Linked DNA regions of Gossypium arboreum: region 1 is linked to region 2. The links are chromatin contacts, called in public Hi-C maps. All regions are on one chromosome and are shown on one strand. Each heading gives the region's core, a stretch centred on a gene start, on an enhancer-like site or on the middle of the called end of the contact. The rest is flanking DNA. Distances are from core to core; before and after follow the strand shown. Region 1 has its middle 22 kb from the start of LOC128287669. Region 2 overlaps LOC108463101 (agamous-like MADS-box protein AGL30).

The links. Hi-C and Micro-C count contacts between places; a contact is called where the count stands out from the background.
Region 1: a contact with region 2 is called in a Hi-C map of leaf, with 4 times the contacts expected there. The contact joins two enhancer-like sites. A contact is called at or near these places in 2 of 5 Hi-C or Micro-C datasets (both in leaf).

What each region holds. Positions count from the first base shown.
Region 1 is chr13:24,545,330-24,549,376 of ASM2569848v2, forward strand. No RefSeq gene overlaps it. Among protein-coding and RNA genes, the nearest start is that of LOC128287669, 22 kb to the right of the region's middle. Within about 2 kb of position 1,887, at least 1 of the 2 cell types and tissues checked has an H3K27ac peak or open chromatin away from gene starts, as enhancers often do. A contact at or near this core is called in leaf, where this site is marked.
Region 2 is chr13:24,070,655-24,074,652 of ASM2569848v2, forward strand. LOC108463101 (agamous-like MADS-box protein AGL30) reads left to right here. Exons shown (of 12, transcript XM_017763044.2): 9 at 59-106; 10 at 200-327; 11 at 579-918; 12 at 1,157-1,604. The coding sequence ends at 1,168. Among protein-coding and RNA genes, the nearest start is that of LOC108463101, 5.0 kb to the left of the region's middle. Within about 2 kb of position 1,542, at least 1 of the 2 cell types and tissues checked has an H3K27ac peak or open chromatin away from gene starts, as enhancers often do. A contact at or near this core is called in leaf, where this site is marked.

The sequences.
Region 1 (4,047 bases), core at 637-3,136, 480 kb after region 2:
TACACCCCTTAGATATTAGAACCATAACACATTTAGAGAATTTTGTGTTTACGTTTTGAGGGCTCTTTGTTTTCGGGTTTTCGGGGTTTAGTTTTTATCTCCATTTTTGTACTCTTCGTTCTTTTGCCAATATAGTATAATTATCTTTACCCGTGATTTTTTTTATTCTCTTTGGAGGAGTTTTTCCATGTTAAATTTGTGTGTTCAATTTCTCAATTTATTCTGTTATTTTTACTTGTTCGTTGCTTAAATCAGGTGGATCCTAACATCACCCTTATTATTATTGTTATTATTATTATTTTTGTATATCATATGTTTGGGATTTACTAACTATATTTCTTTTTTAATTTTTATTTTAAAGAAGATTTTAATTTTAAAAATATTCACTCTTAATGTTGGGGTGTTAAATTTTATCAATACTTCAATCACGATACAAGAACTCTCATATAAATAGAGTTTAAAAACCCCACAAATTCATTAATACTAACTCCTACACAAAAATATTAAAATTAGTGGAATTATTTAATTTGACGATTACATAATCCAATTAAGATTAAGTAGACCACCAAAATTACATCAAAAACATTCTTTTAAAATAGTACATCACTTGGGCATTCAAATACAAATTATAAGGTTCGATATTATAACCTCCAACATGGAAAAGGCCCGCCACTATCAGAGTTGGTGGAACATTTTACATCAGTTTGTTTGGAGAAATATATAAACTTAGCTTAGCTGGGAGCTAGCTGAACAAATCAAATCATACTAAATTATGAACATGTTAATGATGGCAGGTTGGAAACCAAAGAAAAGAAAAACCCTAATTATTTTGCTGTCCTTCAAAGAATTGTGGATTTGATGAGTATTATTTTTTAAACAATTGTGCATACAATTACATCTAAAATGTTAAACAACTTTGATTTTAAGGAAATTCTTTTGCCTACTTAATTACTTATTCTTTCGATTTTTCTCTAATTTAAGAAGTTAATTACGACTATCCAAAGTTGATGGTACAATGCCTAGATGCTTACTTAATCATTAATGTTATAACCACAATGCAATAATAAGCTATCATTATAGTATCTATATGTCCAAGTTGAGTAGAGAAAACAAATTTCCTTTTAGAGTGAAAAGAAAAAAGCATAATTTCTCATAAAGTGAAAAAAATTTCTTTTGTACCTAACAAAGAGCACAATCCTGTTGTCTGCCATATGTAGCCAATAATTTCAACTTGTAGTATATTGTTTCCCTTGTGATTTAAACACTAATCACCTAGCTAATTATTTGTCTAATTACCATAATCTCTTAATTTCTATATATGAAACCAACAATATGTATTTGATATTAATGACCAAACTAGTCTAATCCAATCCATGATTAAGTTGGAAAATTCCATTGGAATAATCTCAAGTTATTATTTTTTTTAGGTTTTATGTCTCAATCAAGTTTTTTATTTTCATAACAATGTTTCGTATGGAAATGAATAAATGCCTATTTGGAAGAGTTGAACTTTATGACTTGATTCTCTTGCAAGTTGGATGTGAGTAGTGTCTACTTAGAAAAATTTAACATTGATCTAAATTAATGTAGTTAGAAGATTTATAAAATGTAGGTTTAGAAATTGCGATGATTTAAAATTAAATTAAATTATATTTTTATTTAACATATAATTAATTTTTAATTTTTATGATTTAAAATTAAAAAAAAGCAATATTAATATGTGGAAGGGGATGTTGGAAAAACAAAACCGATAATTTAGAAAATTAAAAGGCGTTTCTCAAAAAATGAAAAGAAAAGAAAACGGTGATGTTGAAAACCACGTGCAATGTTGTAAACAAAGAGTGGCCCAGATTAATGGGAGGCCCATTTCAGGATGAGTTGGGTTGAATGTTTGGTGCCAATCACACGGTAAATTCACCCACATTTTTCACGTCTCCTATCCTATGGCTTAGCTATAAAAATAAATGGTCCAATGCCATCTAACTACGCTTTATGGCAATTTATAAACAGAACACTACGTAACCCACACCCATGAAATAGATAGCTCTATATAGCAAAAAGGAAGATATAATAATGATATCATTAAAAGGAAACTTAATGGAGTAAATGTGGTGAATTATTATTATTATTATTTTTGAATTATAAGAGTAGGGTAAAGTCCTAACAATAACGTAATTAAGCATAATTCAAACTCAAGTCACACCTAGAAGCGGTGAATATCTTGGCCATCAAGCCAACGCATAAGGTTCATGGTGAATTACTCTTTGGGATGTGATAAATAAGATAAAATATATAAAAATAGATATCTGAAAGTTTTTAATTTCATGTTAAAAGTTTGGATTTAATATATAAAAATAAAGTGTCAAGTACAATGGTAAAATTCATTATACTCTTAAGGAGAATTAAATCCTAATATAGGAAATGTAAACATGAACTTGAAAAGATTAAACTTTATAAACTCTAAAATAGACATGATAAATACTTTAATTATACTAAAGAAAAAGTTTGGGTTTAGATTTCTCTAGTTATGGCTAGAGGTGAAGCTAAAAATATTTACGGGGATCGGAATTAAATTATATATTTTATGATAATAAAAGTGCAATCTTATTATTTTAATAGTCTATATCTTTATAATTTTAAAAATTAAATCAAAATTTTATCATTTTAGAGAGGTCAAGACTTCTAGCAACATCCATAACTCTATCTTGAATTATGACAATTTTTTTCTATAAAAGCGATGCAATGTAATTTGATAATATTAAATACTATAAATAAATAAAACTAATGTTAAATCAATTTGACTTAGAATAAAATTTCTCAAAATATTTCATGCTATGAATTTATCCATTGAAAAATCTCCAAAATCTCCACCTCAGAATTAAGATTTTTAAAACCTAACCTAGAAAGATAAAAGTTAAGATACTTTGAAAAAAGGGTCATTTTCTGGCTAATTGAATCCAGCTCCACATCACAATAACTAAGGTCATCCACTCAAAACAAAAACGAAAGCTTAGAAGTGTTTTAATGACAGGCAGAGTAATGATGTTGTAAAGCACTAAAATGATCTTTAAATACAAAGCAAAACCCATTTGAAATAGTTCAGTTTAAACAATCCTAATAGCTATAAATGCAGGCTGGGACTTCTTTCCAATAAAAGAAGCAATAATCTGTTAGTATATAACACCAAGTTCTTAGGTAGGTTGCCAATTAATTGAACCAAGTTGATTATTTTTGCTTATGAATAGTCTTACATGTAGCCTATAGGGGCCAATATGTTTGCTCAACTGCTTTGAATTATATATATGTACATTTTGATTTGGACTTCATTTCCCTTTCTCTTGTATGGCCTAAGATTGAGTTTTTTTTTCTTTCTCTTTTCAATGTGGGGTAACCAATTTGAATTCAAGCTTCATATCGGATATGTTATGTATCTCTTATCAGGTTCATTTGGGTAATTGTCAAAAGCTTATCCCCATTATTTCTTCGGCCAATATGAAAAAAATTTATGCCTTTTGACTCATAAATATGATTTTTCCTTGCTTCCAAAAGCACATATACATGAATATAGATGAATTGGTGAAACATTTCTCTCTCCGTACTCAACACTTATACTTTAAATTTCACATTGATTATAAAACATTTTCATAGCTCGCACTTAAATTATAAATAATTGTTGATTTATTGATTATTTACAAAAGTTCTTTTAAAATTTCAGAATTATAGTTTAAATTTATTTATATCATAATATTTATTTTTATTTTTTATATATAGTAATATATATTATTATTTATATATAATAGTATATATTATATGAAAGAGAAATGTTTGCACCATAAAAGTGTCTGATTTCTTCACTATTTACATATATTTTTTAAAATTTCTTCATTTAAAGAAATTCATGAGAGAGGACTATAGATTAAAATTATTTATATTATATATATATAATAATATATATTATTTATGATTTTTTATATCATAATATATATTATATTAAAATGTTTTGGCTACGTAATGAAATGCATGTAATGTTTATATTACGCTTTTATA
Region 2 (3,998 bases), core at 292-2,791:
ATGAATGCCAAATATGTTTTTTTCACTTAAAACTACCTTATCTACCTTCTTTTGGCAGGAAAATTTAGGAAAGCAGCAGCTTTTACCGATGGAATGCACAAGTCAGGTAAGAATGTCTGATGTGCTTGAAATATTTTCCTGCTCAGCTTGCTCTTTAAAGTAGCGAGAACATAATATCTTAACGATCCTTTTATTGCAGTTCCAAAATGAAATGCATGTACCTTTTAGAATGGGAATTGAGCAACAGCTCCAATCTCTTGCATGGATGGCTAATAATGATAGTAGATCCATGGCCTTGACTGAGGACCCAAATCTGATTCCCCCTAGGTGAGTGGAGTTTCTAGAAATATTTTTTTTGCTAAACTTTCACTGATACATATAATCTTGTCTTCTACAAATTGAAACTGAAATAAATGCCTACTTTTGGATGCGAACATTTGTTTAAATAAATCTTTTGTGAAGCATGAAATACATGTACAAGTCTCTAATTAGTAATATTTATATTTATTTATTTTTGTTACATGTATAAGTTGATGAAAAAGGCCCTGATGCATTATGATGTTGATTTGTAATTTCAGGGATGTGGAGTGTTCTGCAAGTTCCTCATTTGGAAGTTATTCGGGTTACTTCGGCACACCTAAAAGTTCTGAACTATCGAGTTCTGGACAAGAAAATGGCATCCTTAATGATTTGCAACTAGGTGGACAATGCCCCTTCTTCTCGTACGATCTTAGCATACTGAATGATCACAAATTCCAACCAGTGGCAGAGATGAACTTTCCGGAAACTCCTGTAGATTATCATGTTAACGGAGTTCTAGCAGGTCCTAGAGCTGGATATGACCCAAACCAAGGTAGTTGGGCTTCCACTTCTGGCCCTTGTGCTGTTACCATGTTTGATGAGCCATTATATACTGGAGTAAGTCTTTCGCCATTACTCTCATTATGCATTCAATTCTTGAGCAACATGGCATGTTTCACGTACTATTTTACCTGCATGAATGTCTGTACATTCACATATATGTGGACCATAGGAAGAGGCATGTGCACGTATGCATCTCTCATCTATATAATATATGCATGGTCTCTTAGATCCACAAACTGGAAATTGTATATGTTCTCGACATAATTCAAATTCATGTTATTGTCTGTTGCAGCAACTAAACTGAGATGCAGAAGAGTGATGCTACAATTCATTTCATCCACTAAGCAAACTATGGAGAACTATACTATACAATGCGGAATTAACCGAAAATCCTCAAAAATTGCCTAGACATTTTGTTATCACCAAGTAAAACTCGTACTCGGATGATGTGATGATAGCTCGACTGCACGACATATGGTTACCTTAATAGTGGTAAAATGCAGACCAAATGCTGCTAACTCCAATCAAATGAGGCACCACATTTCTGTATACTAATATATTTAGTAGTAGATTTTCTTATTAACTTATTTTTGTTTTCACCTTTTGATTACTAGAGTTTACTAATGGCGGTCACTGCCTTTCCTCAATGTCAAGTTTAAGCTGTAAATAAAACAAATAGCAAGACATTGATTGTAAATCATATGATTAACATATAAAAATGCACGACAGCAACTTCTTCACTGACTGGATTTTATACTGACGTAAAAATATGCATGGACTCAACAATGTTGCCCAGATTGGGACATCACAACAGCCCTTTTGTCCCCCACCAAGCCAAGCTGGACCAGACTAAATTAAATCACCTTTAGACTTTTTTCTTGTGAAATCATGTCATTAAAATTAATGTCTCTAAATCTTCTACGATCCTAGGCAGCGATTCATATCACATGCTGGCATGGAAAGGGCTTAATCGGGGAATATTCTCAGGACAAGAAAATCCTTGACGTGCTAACAGCCAGCATGGACAAGATAGCTAGAAATTTGTCCCGAGAAATATATCCACAGCTCAGCTGGATTTGAGAGAAAAGGGTCTCGCTAAAGCCATGTTTAAGAGCTCAGTTGTGGTGCAATAATTAAGGATTTAAAAGGGGATGCGCCCTGTTTTCTTAACAACATGAATCATGCAAAATTGAAGTTGGTGTTGACTTGTTTCGATTGTGACTTTGAGATACAATGCAGTGCAATGGTCCTAACCCTTAACAACTAACAACAAGATCATAAAAATTGTTTTTTAAATAGAATGAAAAAAAAAAAAATTTAGACAACTCAAAGTTTCCTTATGAGATATTTTGGTATTTGATAGTCATATTGAGCACTCATTAAATTTAAAGTTCATTTGAGTTAAACTCCCAAACAAGGAACACAATTCTCCCAAATTTGTTTTCTCTATTCTCAAGACTCCGAAGTTCTTCCACAAAGCTCGAACCCAATATATTATTTAAGGATATTGAGCTCATTACCACTCAATCCAACAAATATTTGGGAAAACTCAAATATTTGTATAATTATTTAAAAAAATATTTAATTGAGTAAATTATGATTTTAATTTTTGAATTGTATATGATTTATAAATTTAACACTTTAATTTGATATAATTTAATTTATTATTATTACTTAATCCAAATCAAATTTAAAAATTTGTTAGTCTTTAGAAAATAGTTCAAATAATGAAGCTAAGTTGATTATTTTTAATCACGAAGTAGCAAAAGAATTACTATTTTGATAATAAGCATTTCACATTCTAAATGACAAAGAGAATTTCAAATTTCAAGTTTATAAAAGGATTTGACATTAATTAAAAAAATTATTTATCAATGTTGGTATCGATCCGATTAAGCAACGAATAAGTAAAAAATAGTAGAAGAAATTAAGAAATTGAATACACAAATTTAACGCAGAAAAATCCCTCCAAAGAGGATAAAAAACCACGGTAAAGATAATTTTACTATAATGACAAAAGAACAAAGAGTACAAAGATGGAGATAAAAACTAAACCCTGAAACCCAAAAAACAAAAAACCCTCAAAACGTAAACACAAAAATTCTCCAAAAGTGTTATGAGTTCTAATCTCTAATGAGTGTATTTTCTAAGGCTGTAAAAGAGCCTATTTATAGGCTAAATTCATAGGTCAAAAAATAATAAAATAATCTAGACTAATTAGAGTTTGATTGAAACAAATAAACAGAGTTTAACTGGAAGATTATTTCTCAAATTTGACTGAAATAGGAGTTATACTCAACAAATCTCCACATTTACTCATATTTCAACAACGTCATCTTTGCCAAAGCCTGCCACGGGCCTATCTTGAACTATCCAGGGAATTAACAAAGTTGAATCTATGTTTAGAAACACGAAGACTTCTAGCTTTTGACTTTATACACTGCCAAATCAAAACTAACTCGGGTTTGATTTTCACGAACACAGTGCCCTAACTTTTCAAAACCTGCATCCAAAAGAGAACCTCTCTTCAATGAAACAGTCATACATTTTTTCCTCCTATGACCAAGTTGCCTCTGTTCCAAACGATTTAACTTCGACTTCGTAATGGGCGAGGGACGTCTGGTTTCACAGGTCACTGTAGAACCTTCTAGAATATAAAGATTGTCGGTCCTTTTACCTTTTAACAAAACGAGAGCTCCACGAGATACCTTAATGCCGCTTGACTCGATGTTGATTTCGCATCCTTTCGAGTCTAAAATACTCAAGGTGATGAGATTATTTTGTAAATCAGGTACATACCTGACATCTGAGAGTGTCATAATCGTCCCATCTTGCATCCTAATTTTAATAGTACCAATACCAATTACCTTATTCGATGAATCGTTTCTCATGCGTACAACTCCACCTTCAACCGAATTGTATGTGGAGAACCATTATCTATTGGGACACATGTGGAAAGAACATCCTGAATCTAAGATCCACTCAGACGTAAGTTTGGAGTTATCACTTGTTCACACTAACAAGAAATCGTTACCGCTTTTATCGGCCAAATTAGCACCAGCTACATCTTCCTCGTTACTCTCAGCAACTCTTTTATTTCGTAGTTTTTAACAATTTGCTTTGGCGTGACCTAA